Regions from separate parts of the Oryzias latipes genome. Here region 2 is linked to region 1. A link is a contact called in public Hi-C data. All regions are on one chromosome and are shown on one strand. Each heading gives the region's core, a stretch centred on a gene start, on an enhancer-like site or on the middle of the called end of the contact. The rest is flanking DNA. Distances are from core to core; before and after follow the strand shown. Region 1 overlaps LOC101167341 (ubinuclein-2-like). Region 2 overlaps LOC101165692 (myosin-10).

What was found. Hi-C and Micro-C count contacts between places; a contact is called where the count stands out from the background.
Region 2: a Hi-C map of embryo shows a contact between it and region 1, with 2.4 times the contacts expected there. The contact joins two enhancer-like sites. A contact is called at or near these places in 2 of 5 Hi-C or Micro-C datasets (both in embryo).

The regions. Positions count from the first base shown.
Region 1 is chr1:2,890,830-2,897,073 of ASM223467v1, forward strand. LOC101167341 (ubinuclein-2-like) reads left to right here. Exons shown (of 16, transcript XM_023954150.1): 16 at 1-928. It overlaps LOC101165692 (myosin-10), which reads right to left. Exons shown (of 45, transcript XM_011478025.3): 41 at 6,238-6,244; 42 at 5,979-6,097; 43 at 5,792-5,900; 44 at 5,543-5,715; 45 at 3,203-4,720. The coding sequence ends at 4,573. Among protein-coding and RNA genes, the nearest start is that of LOC101167341, 23 kb to the left of the region's middle. Within about 2 kb of position 1,987, at least 1 of the 8 cell types and tissues checked has an H3K27ac peak or open chromatin away from gene starts, as enhancers often do. A contact at or near this core is called in embryo, where this site is marked.
Region 2 is chr1:2,930,329-2,936,604 of ASM223467v1, forward strand. It overlaps LOC101165692 (myosin-10), which reads right to left. Exons shown (of 45, transcript XM_011478025.3): 3 at 3,276-3,432. Among protein-coding and RNA genes, the nearest start is that of LOC101165692, 9.6 kb to the right of the region's middle. Within about 2 kb of position 2,318, at least 2 of the 8 cell types and tissues checked have an H3K27ac peak or open chromatin away from gene starts, as enhancers often do. A contact at or near this core is called in embryo, where this site is marked.

The sequences.
Region 1 (6,244 bases), core at 737-3,236:
GCTGACGATGAATGTGTGTGCGTGCAGAAATGGGACAGACGCTCACGTTGAGACCATTTCCTCTGTGAGCCGGTGAGGCCACGCCTCCCGTTCGGCCCCGCCTCCTGTTCGGCCCACAGACGACATGGTCCCAACGTGAGCGGGTGAGGCCACGCCTCCCATTTGGACGTGTTTTTTGGTGCTCTTGAATCTCACTGGACCTTTTTGTGGATGAAGAAAGACTTGAAGATGTTTCTGGTTCCTCCTGGGTGGAGGAGCGTGAGGGAGCAACAACCAGACTGTAGCCTACTTGAATTATTTTATTTTTTTTTGCTTACTGATAACTTAACGACAAAAACGCCTTAGTTTGTATTGAACAAGTATGAACCCGATCTATGCAGGCCTGAAAAAGCTCCGTTTGCTTTTGGACCTCAGCTTGTCAGAGCATTTCTGCAGATGTTTGAATGATTGATGACTTTTTTTTTTTTTTCTCGGGCGAGTCTTCAGGCAGAAGCTGAAGTTCCCTCCGATCCTCTTCAGATGTAGCAACAGTTCTGGCCGGTTCTTCAGAGGTTTGAAGGACTTCCAGGTCCAGTTCTGAGCTGGACTCCAGCTTTTTAGTTCTCCAAAAACAGAAAAAGATGAATCCTAATTTGTAAAATTTGAATGCAACGGCAGTAAAACTGTTTTATGAAGGAGGGGAGCACATTTACAGGAGCTGATGACGTTTATGACATGCTTTAGTCAAAAACCTGAAGGACTGAAGCTGCCTTTACTGAACAGATGGTTAGTCGTCGATTTGCAGCAGCGTGTACATGGGCGGCGCCGCCTGTAGGTGCAGCGCCGCCTGTAACCTTTGTGCTATCCTATGCACTTTACCATTGGGAGTTGGGTCATCTAGACCCACTATTTACTAATTTGTGATCTTCATTGGTGTCCATGGATTACATGAAATCTTTCCACCTTTATCCACCTTTGTCATGGTAGGGAGAACACCTCAATGGAAGGGGGGGGAGTCATTGGAGAGCAAAAGGGTTAAAGTAAACATGTATTCCAGCCTCAAACCGGAAATAGACTTTATTGTATCTAGCAGGAAATATTTTGTACGCATGGAACTATGATGTGTCCAAATGGCGTGAATCCGAGGGAAATCTCTTTGTAAATCTTCAACGGTTCACAGATAATCACGAATGTTTTTTAAATAAGATCAACAGGAAACTGCAGCTTCTGCGATTACACCAGCAAACACTAGAGGGCAGCATTGTTACCTACAGCTTTATTTGGTGGCGCTGCCCCTTCCAGCAAGGCTGCGCCTACAGGTGGCGCTGCATTTAACCCTTGTGCTATCCTGTGGGGTCAAGATGACCATTGACGTGTTCTCCCTACCATGACAAAGGTGGATAAAGGTGGAAAGATTTCATGTAATCCATGGACACCAGTGAAGATCACAAATCATTGAAGAAAAAAGGTTCAGAGCACTGTCTAGTGGGTCTAGATGACCCAACTCCCAACGTTAAAGTGCCTAGGATAGCACAAGGGTTAACCACAGACATAAGCTCCACCCCCTCATGTATCACATCCAGATCTCTTGGGTTGGACGATACCTGGATCAGGTGTTCAGTCCTTCAGATCAGCTGTGAGCGGAGCAGAAAGTTTTTGTCCCTCCTTCTTTCAAAATAAAGTTTCCTGTTTGTCTGTAACAAAAAAGCAAAATTAAAGTCTCAGTTTAGTAAAAAAAAAATTCTTTAGTGATGGCAGCTTCGTCCTTCAGGGATTCTTCGCTTCGTCTGAACACTGCTGTTTCCCAGAATACCTCTGTTAGGAAAACTGTTCTTCCGTGGTCTGTCTGTGTGCCCCCCTCCCTCTGTGTGTGTGTGTGTGTGTGTGTGTGTTCGTGTGCACGTGTACGCGTGCTCGACCAGCTGGTTGCACCAGAAAAGACGCCAAAGACTGTTGTGGTCCTCCAGGAGGGGGCGCTGCTCGTTCCCTCGACGGCTCCTCCTGCGGAGCGGCGAAGGTGGATGTGAAGTCACGTGACCGGAGCGGAGGGTGACGTCTTTATGAGCCGCGCTCTCTCTACAGGGGAGAGGAGGAGAGACGCGGCACGTGGTGGTCATCTGCTTACCTAATTTGGTCTTTGGTAGTTTATTTTTGTGTGTCTGTTATAAAAAAAATTAAACAAACTATTTGGTTTTTAAATTGACTCCCATCTTTATTTCTACCTTAAATCGCGCCGCTTCGTTTACGTTTTTTTTTATGGCAGAAAATTGCAAAAACCTCCGTTTAATCGGCAAAAGCAGAAAGAAGGAAGTAGAAATGTGACGCAAATAATCAATTGTCACCAGCAGAGGGCGGTATCACCAACTTACTTTGGTACATTAGAGTCAAATCAGAGGTTTTATTCGCGTTTTTGTGTAGTGAAAGCAGATGAGTTCAATGAAAGGTTATTAGTCAGTGCAAAGATTTCTGAGTCTCACAAATGGATTTCAGTTTTGACGAAACCATCTAAAAATAATCAAATGTGAAAGACCAGAGTTATTTATTCTGGTTTATTCTAGAAAAACATGTTCACAAAGTTGATTGTCATGTTTGAAAACTGTCCTTTTCGTTTCCATAGAAGAAATTTTCTATTTGACGTCCTCTGATACCAGCTTCTGTAAGTTCTAGACCATGAAAGGTTCTTGTCTTGTCTGATGCACCAGCGGATCCTTTACATCCTGCGACTCCAGGACCAGAACCAGACCGGAGGCGCCTGGGTGTTGTGATGGTCGGGTGGAGAGTTGGACCCAGAGAAACTTTGCTGCCCGACTTGATGAAAAGAACTATAATCAAAAACCAGCAGAGCTCCGCCCACTTATTAAACTATGGTGCCATCATATGACCCCCCCCCTTCCATTGACATGTTCTCCCTACCATGACAAAGGTGGAAAGATTTCATGTAATCCATGGACACCAGTGAAGATCACAAATCATTGAAGAAAAAAGGTTCAGAGCACTGTCTAGTGGGTCTAGATGACCCCACTCCCAATGTTAAAGTGCCTAGGATAGCACAAGGGTTAAAACGTCTTAAATGTGAAGTTCTGGACGTTTTCAGCTGTCTACCTCCTGGAGTTACAACAACTGCTCGCTAGAGGGCAGTATTGCACAAAGTGAGGATTAAAAAAAGGAGATAATTGTCATTTTTCTGACTAATGGGAACAACAGACGATGAAACATCAGAGGATTCATGTTCCTGAAGACAAACCGTGAATAATGCTTTATTTTACTTTTACAAAAACAAACAGGAAAACAAAAATAGTGTCTTAAAATACAGGAAGGAAGGAAGGAAGGAAGGAAGGTGACGGGAGATTCTGCTGTTTAACAAAAACACACAAAAAAAAAACCTAGTTGTGGATGTTAAAGCTTCCAACCAAAATAAAATCCCGCGCAGCAAATTATCAGCACTTCTGGGTCAGCAGAAGGAGCTGCAGAGCGCTCCACTTCCTGTCCGTCCATCCTCATACTGTGGTTCTGGTTCTGACCCAAACCCCCGGGCCGCTGGCAGATACGAAAGGATCAGAAAACAATGAGAAGCTTTCGCGTGGAACTGTTTCCCTCTCGTGTTCTGGTTTAGTGTCTAAGGCACTTTTAAAGAAACGAACTGATAAGAGTTGGCGTTAGGGGGCGGGGCTTATGGGGTGTGGCCGTCATTCAGTGAGTTCTGGGGTACAGGTTTGGAAGAAGTCGTCACCGTTTCATAATAAAGTCCGAGCACGAATACATTCAAGTCACAGAGCTACACATTTACATCTGCAGACGTGAAAACCAAAGCAAAAGCAGCCGAAATGATCCGCGTGAGAAAAACTGGGAAATCTTTAGTCAGAATTGACAGTTTTAATAAAATCCCGATCTTTGTCAATGCCTACATTACCCATAATTCAACATTAGAAAGCTGTGGGTTTGATAACATCTGGAGGTGAAGCACAAACATGGAAGTTTCATTATTCCAGTTCCATCCTTTATTTCAGCTTTTCTGTGCAGTTCTGCTTTTTTCCAGCATCTTTTGACCATCAGTGGGAGGAGCTTAAAGTTTTCCCTCTGAAGCTCGAACCACACCGGACATTTTTTTTCGTCCCCCTTTCCCGCCGAGGGTTGAAAAGGAAGCTCTGCTTTTCAAAGTAAAAGCCTTTCCAGGTTGTCCTGAGGAAGCTGAAGATGGAACGTCCTCAGAGTTCGTGCGGCGGGTGGGGCCGGTGGCGCCTGAACACCGGGGGGGGGGGGGGGGGGTCATTCCTAGCACAAACACCATCAGACTGAAAAGTTTCCGTTCTCCTGACCCTACTGTGGCGTCACATGGATATAAAAAGCACTTTGAAGGTGTGAAGACGTGAACATCGTCTTCATCATGTCAACTTCATGTCTGGGGGGAGGGGGGGGGGTTATAGATGATCCACTGCTTTGATCAGAGTAAGGCAGACATGTCTGTTTGATCTAGATGGAAGGGCGGGGGGGGTGTCATCCATTGAGGGAGGGGTTAACTGATTTCTAAAAAAAAAAAAAAAAAAAAGAGGGGGGGAATGGGATCAGGAACCAGGAGGGGGCAGGAGGGGGTTTTTACTCCGCAGTGGGGGTCTGCGTGTCGTTGAAGTCGCCGGAGCGGCTGTCTGCGTCGTCGTCCGACATGTCCACCGACGCGCCGTCCAGGTTGAGGTTGCGGCGGCCGGAGCGGCCGGAGGAGAAGCTGCTGACCGGACCGCCGCGCCTGACGGGAGAGACGGCAGCAGAGCGTCAGACAGAAATCGGCAGGAACAACAGAACGCTTCACGTCCGTTAAGAACGATAAAGAAACTGGATAAAAACGGCGTTCGTCACGCAAAATCAACCTTTTGAGCTTTTACGTGTTTTAAAACGTTAATTCCTCACGAAAAGCGATGTTTTTGATCCACACGTCTCTGAAATCCTGCTCTCTGAGCACCAATCTGATGTCACAAAGTGAGGACCCGCCCCTTCCAGGAAGAGTCTGAGCTGCCAGCTCCGCCCCCCGGGCTAAAAAACACACGGCCACTTTCTCTGCTGCGCTGCCTTTGATGGGCTAAACGCTTTCCTTTTCTATGCTCGGTATGAACATCCATCTTTGCAAAACTTCGGAGGTTCGCCATAAAATGGGCGGCACCCACAAGGAGCGAAAGGCGGAGCCTCAGAGTTCGAGTCGTCTTACTTTTGGGTAGGAAAATGAGTCGCGGAAAAAACTCGTATCATATAAGAAAAATTGTTTTTTTAGGGTTCCGAAGGTAACAGTTCCGAAGCCCCCTCCCTTGCCCACAAACACAAAGCTACGGTCCGGTCGGTCCTCCGGAGCGCCACACCGCCACGATCGGATCAACAATCGGCATCAGCCACTTTTGATCCGCACCTAGTGACACTAAATTCTCTACAGACTTGACTTTATTGCCCAGTGATGCGATTTTGTTTCTGTGAGCGCTGCTTCTGCAGCAGGAAGAACATCACATCACTGACTGAAAGACAGGAAACAGTTGTGGCGCCCCCTAAAGGAAGCAGCCATGAAGATGTTTCCTTTTCATACCTCAGGCGGTTCTTCAGGGAGCTGACCTCTCGGCTGAGCCCCTCGCTGGCCTCCGTGGCCTCGTCCAGCTCCCTCTGCAGCTTCCTGCGGGAGGCGTTGGCTCTGGTGGCCTCCTCCTCGGCCTCCTCCAGCTGCCGCTTCAGCTGCTTCATCCGAGAGTTGGCCTTCTCCAGCTGCGGTGGGGCGGGGGGCGTCCACAGTGAGGACCAGAGGCAAACAGAATGCAGGCCGTCGCTCGGGTTTCCCTACCTGCTCCTTAAACTGGTCGGCATGGCGACGCTCGTCCTCCACCTGCATCATCACCTCCTTCAGCTTTTTCTCCGTGCGTCTGACGATTTTGTTGGCGGCCGCTCTCTCCCTGGAGGTTTCACACAGAAAGTCCCCTTACAGACCGGAAACGCCGCTCCTCCTGACGCAAACACAGGCAGATACTGACTTGGACTCCTGCTCCAGCTGCTCCTCCAGCTGCAGGATCTTCGCCTCCAGGGCAGCGATGGATGCCTTGAACTTGGACTTGACTGCCCCCTCCAGCTCCGCCAGTTTGGCTTTGAGCTCCTGCGTTCACAGCAAAAATACTTCATGCTCGTCTCATTTGTAATCAACAGTTAAAAAAATCTAAATCCACAACAGGACAAGAGGGTTTGGCTTCCTCCTGCAGGCTCTGGATGAGGCTGAGCCTCTGCGGCTGCGCAGACCTTGTTC
Region 2 (6,276 bases), core at 1,068-3,567, 40 kb after region 1:
GCACACACCCAGCGTTTCCTTCAACAGATGAGCCCAAAGCAATGCTGGATTCTTGATTTAGGCCAAGTCACACTCATCCGTACGGGTGCTGCAGGTTTTTGGGTTATCCAGGCCCATAGGAGCAGCTGCATCTTAAAGGGTGCGCAGGTATGTCTTGCGGTTCCCTTAAAGCTTGTACGAATTCATGAAACTAAGTTGTAGCGCTTATGGCGTATGGGAGATACTGTCGTGCGGAGCCCTTATGCCACACTTTAGTCGTTAGTAAGATGCAAGTACTGGCCACTTCATGACCGCACGCAAATGTTGCTGGTGATACTCAAGTGCACATAGGACGCCCACACAAACTACAATCCAAATGTCAAATTTTCTCATTTCTAAAAGTTAGGCTGCATACAAAGAGCCCAAAAGTAGCACGTGAACAGCACTAACGGGCTACTCGCGCAGTACGCAGGTTTAAAGGGGGGCTAGTAAATGAAAGATCTGAACGCCAAAGGGAAAGAGACACCGTTTCCTCATAGTCAATGGTATCCACCCATTTGGAGAGTAGTTACAAAGGCAGTGTTTTTCAACCAGTGTGCCGCGGCACACTAGTGTGCCGTGGGAGATGGTCAAGTGTGCCGTGGAGAAATTGCCCTCATTAATCATTAACTGATCTAAAAACATTTCCCATCTCCAGGATATCAGCTCTTTGTTCATCCAAACAGGCCCTGATAAAACACTGAGTAGTTAGGAATATAAAAGATCTTAAAATTACTTTTTCTTTGTGTTTATTTAATTCTATTAAAGAAATTTTGATAAGAATGACGCTACCGCGATTTCCCTGCAGCTATGACAGTTTGCGGAAAAGTCCCATCCCTTTAACTGTCTCCACCAATCATTCTTGAAGGCTTAATCACATGTCATCAGTCTGACCAATCAGAAGTGCTTAAAGTCTTCACTTCCTTGTTCTTAATTCTGCTGATAAAGTCGCTCAGTTCTAACAAAAATACCAGCTAAAGCTCTTCTTTAGCGATGTAGCTTTCCACAGAGTCCGGTGTCAGACCGTGAAACAAGTGGACAATACAATGAAGCTCAGAGACGCGAGTCTTTCTGCAAGTTTTCGGCAGTTTTCACACTACATCTCCCATGATGCATTGGCTTAAACGGCCAGTGTCCCAGCGCACAATGAGTTGTCCTTGCGAAACGCCTTGAAACCACAACAAACAAACAGTTTCTAAATTTTCTAATTTAACTTTCATTTCATCTCTTAGAAAAAACAGCCGCAACTTCCTGCTTTTCCGGCCACAATTATCACAAAAATGCAGGTGAGATTGCGGGGGGGGGGGGCTGTCGGTCAATACAGACCATGAATCTCTGTTTTTTTTTTTTTTTGGATGCTGGTGTGCCGCGGGATTTTTGTCAAGGTTAAAGTGTGCCGTGGCTCACTTTAACCTTGTGCCTTAGGCCTTAGGCCACTGTACTAAGGCATACGTGGCTTGAGAGAGCCTGTACTTTTGTGTAATAAAATGTGCATGCATCAGCTCAATAGTTTAAAATATACTTTATACTAAAGTAAATCTTTTGAGGTAATGCATACCAGGCAGTTTTATGCCTCCTGACAGATTCATGTCAACAAACTATTGGGATAAATATTTACGCAAAAAGAAAATTTGGACCAATTAGTAGAAAGGTAACAGTAGTTCATCTTTAACTCCACATCAAGTTTTTTTTAATAGTTTAGTTTGAATTAACTGCATTTGTAAAAAAAAAAAAAAAAAGATTCAAGAAATGGGTTTAGTTTTGATCCATCAAAGATCGGATGATGAGCACAAAATCAACAACATCCAGCATTACGTTGTTCTCAAGTTTTTGTTTACAGGGTGGGGGGGTGGCAAGCAGCATCATTGAGGCTCCCTAAGGTTCCTTCAACACATCAACATGAGAAGAGCAAAGCCTTGGAGGGCTGAAAGGCCTGTCTAGTTTGTCGCCACTCCCAGTGGTTAGCCGGCCCAATCGCACAAAGGATCTATTGTCGGGCACAATGGGGTCACCGTTTCTGTTCCTGCTGGGCTGATCTTGGCCGGTCTCTGGAAGCTCGCCAACTTCCACACAAAGACCTTCAAAGACATCACTTAGCCTCAAAAACTCTTAAAAATTGAGGGTTTTTTTCCTTTCTTTTTTTTTTGTAAGCAAACAGATGAGAGATGAAGGCCTCTTGTGTTGGACATATTTTACTTTAACAACAGGGGTTATGAATCTTCTGACAGCGGCAGCCAAAACCCCCCAACACCCGCACGGCAGCAGATGGAGAACAACCGCCCCCCGGGCGATCACATCCGCCACCCAGGCCAGAGACAGCAGGATCGCCACTGGCACCCCAAAGCCAGAGAGCAGGGAGGCATGGGGGGACAGAGAGTGCAGCTCCAGCCCAACCAGACGAGAACCCCCCACCACCACCCAGGCATGAGCCAGGACCCCCCCCAGGGGAGATTTATCCCACGCTCCAGGCAGCCACCCACCCGGCCCCCGGTTGGTCCAGGTGAGAGCAAGGCAGGGGCCGGTCCCCTGACCAGGAGGAAGGCACCCAGGAGAAGAGGGGGTCCACAAGAGGTGTTGTAAACATGGCCCAACCAGGCTCGCCCACAGTTGGAAATTTGGCGAGGCTTAGCACTCAGGGGCAAGGGCCAGAACCCACACCCCAGGCACACGGACACCCCCAGGCTCAGATGTGATGTGATCCCCGGCTCTTGGTCTTGCCAGAATGGCATGCGGGGAGAGAGGGCTGCCGGGCCAAGGAAACCAGCACCCAGGGAACACGGCCGCCGTCGTCGAGGGCCTGGTACCCCCCGCCAAGGATTGGGTAGGGGACAGATGGTCCGAGGTCCCACCTTCCTTGTGAAATGCATGTGTGTGTGTTTGTCAGTGTGTGTGTGTGCATGTATGTGTTGGAGTGTATATGTTGAGGGGTAAAGGGTGTGTGTACTAATGGGGTGCAGTTAAAACTGGCGGATAGGGCACTGAGGGCACATCTCCAGATTACAAAAACTTAAAAAATTGAGTTTTTCTAAAATAAATAAGTTACAACTGCAATTTCAGCAGAAAACAAAATAAAAAGTGATGATGAAACATTTAGTGCTTTTGACAGAAAGCTAACATTACCGGTATATTTTAATTTTGATATGGTTCAAACTGATTTCAAATTTGTTGATCAAATATCACCTTCAATGTTATCCAAAAAAGAGCCTTTTATTCATCAGAGTGGTAAAGGTGGAAGACTGGGATGGGTGGACACTTACCTTGAAGCATACACCTGTATGCAGATTCTGAGATAGCGTATATGTGAGGGGGCATTTCGTGCCTCTTCTTGCCCCTGTACATCTCTATGATGTTATCAGAGTAGATGGGTAGATTTTTGTAGGGATTAATGACCACACAGAAGAGACCAGAGTATGTCTGCAAGGAGAAAGAGGACATGAAATCAAAAATCATGCTCAAGTGAATTCTGTTAGCATGTTCATTTGCATCCATTTTATTCATTACTGCATTGATCTTAAACAAAGAGGAGTGATAAGAAGACTAGTAAGAATAAAAAAATCCATAAAGATTCAAGGACTCAACTCTGAAAACTTAAGAAAATGTACCGTCATTTACTTAAATAGTAGAGCATACCTGATTCCTTTTCAAACGCATTTGTATTATAAGAGTAATTAAAAACAAGAAGTTGTAGATCTGACTCTTGTTTTCCTATCATTTTTTTTACATTTATGTTAAATTTTATTTTAAAAACAGATGCACAAACAGTTTATCAGCCAACACTGACCTGAAGTATCAGTGTTTTTATCTGCATTGGCACTTATGAAATACACATGATCCCCATTGGATACATTATGTCAGAGCAAAAAAGTTAAACTCTGCTGGGAATTGTTTTTTAAATATACAACATATTTATTCTGGTTCAGCATCTTGCCTATCCAGAAACCCTTATATAAGATATCCATCTGCTTCACTACATTATGTACTAAATGCCTAATAATTGTCATAAATTCACAAATATCTTGGGGTATTTATTGCTCATTGCTGTGCCTCAGCATATCTACAAACCTTGTTATGATGAAATATTTATATTTTAATAGCCAATCAGACAGCTGTCTTTCTCCAGTGACGTGCTGACATACATTCAGTCTGACCAGGGCAGGGTTACAGCCTGCTATGGCTGCTGCTGTAGCTGAGGCATTAATCCGAGACAGATCATGGGGTACACACAGTACAAAGAACAGTCAGATTCCATTTGGTGGAGACATTTTGCCCAAGTTATTTTAATAACAAACTTTATCTTAACTTTGGCCTCATGTTTATTTAATAGTTTATTTAAAATTAACTCTTCTTTATATATGTTTTTCAATACCTGGCATCAGATTGTTAATCACCTTTTTTTTGTTTTTACTGTGAGTCTTCCTGATTTTTGTGCTTGGCTGAATCGCTATAATCTCCTTAATGATGTTGTCTGTTGCAGCCTTTGAGCTCACAGGCTCAAAGGCTGCAAAATAACCCAGTTGTGGAACAGGAACAATCTTAAACATAATGTGGGTAAAGAATGGATTATCTGTATGGCAGAAGTTGGAACAGACATCTGACATGTGGCTCAAGTTTCACACCAATCAATCACAAACACAGGTTTAAAGCTCCAGTAAAATCAATAAATAAATTGTATTATGCTATTATGCGTTGAGGACCAAATACTTAAATAAAACAGACAACTTGAGCAGTTAATTGAAAACTGTAGCAGTGAAAAAGATAGAATCTGTATCTTAAAATAAAAAAGTATTGTGGGTGAGTATCTTATGATGTGGTGAGTGATTATAGAGGGTGGGGGTGATGTCACCAGATGGTCAGTAATACACCCTCCCCACCTCTGCCGTGTACACAGATGCTTCAGACTTAACCCCATACAGCAGTCTGGCCATACCCAGATTTGTTGTTCTGGAACCACAAGCAGAATCGTCTCAATCCTCTGCAACATCGCAAGAGTTAAAATCAATTAACGCCAATATTTATGGATGCCAAGAATACGTATACAAATGTACATTTATATGGATGTGATCCTTGGACTGTTGCCACTGTAACCCCTCCAGACTCCCAGAAGGATACAAAGCAGACAGATCAGCAATTCTCACCCAGCGTGAGTTGAAGAATGACTCAGCTGGCTGTCTTTGGCTTAGAACCTCATAAAATGCTAATGGTCTGCACAACATACAACCACTTTGATGCAAGAGGGTTGTGGTTTATATTTCCCTGTAAAGTTTTATAAGAAGAATGTCTATTATGTTACGTAATAATGCAACAAGAGCAAATCAGTTGATAGACCCTGGAGCTCTACATAGGGATGCAAATAAATGAGCCAAACAGGGATTAACCATGAGGCCATTCTCAGTTGGATAAGAACCAAGGACCTCAGGGGTCTCCTCCATCCTTCAAATTGGCAAGTTGGATTTTCTTCAGAATTTCTTTTGTTTTTCTGTCTAACACATATTGCAAGAAAATTGTTTAATGCTTTGCCAGTTAACCCTTTAACATTGGAGATGTTGCTGGCGACACATAAATAAAACACGCTACTGACATACCATAACTCTTTGACCGTTTACCCAATTAACTTTTATCATGGAGGAGAAATTACTAATTGCTGTTTGTGCTCGGCTGGAATTATATACCAGCAAGTCTTTCACATATCGGAACAGAGCTGTAAAAGTCTGAAAATATTCACGAGATTTGCACCGCTTTGACGTTTCGCACCAAGCCTCTTCCAGCTGTAGGTGGCACACATGCGCTAGTAAACAGTAGAAGAGAAAAAGAAGCCCCTCCTTTCTTGTTTAGTGTGAACACCATGGGCTAAATGCACGGTAAAACATGCGCGTTTAGCACTTTCTAGAAAGCGCACCACGTGCCCGTTGTTACCATTCACTTCTGTGAACAACTGAAAATGGAAACAACTATCAGCATTTGTAACATCAAGCAAAAGCTGGTTTCAGGTGTTCCTTTATAACAGCAATGATGCTGAGAGCAGAACAAAATAAAAATTCAGTTACTTAAGAACTGACAGATGTTGCTTATCAGCGAACACCCAGAACTTTGTTTTTGTAGATTGGTTGCCGCATGACTCATCTTTGGCTGCCTTTGCTACAACATGTGGCCATGGACATTTTTCACTCAATTATAAGACCCTGGAGAAAACAAACACCCGTTTTATGTGGTACAACACAACAATACTGAAGCAATACTGAAAAACCCAATGTTTAGTGG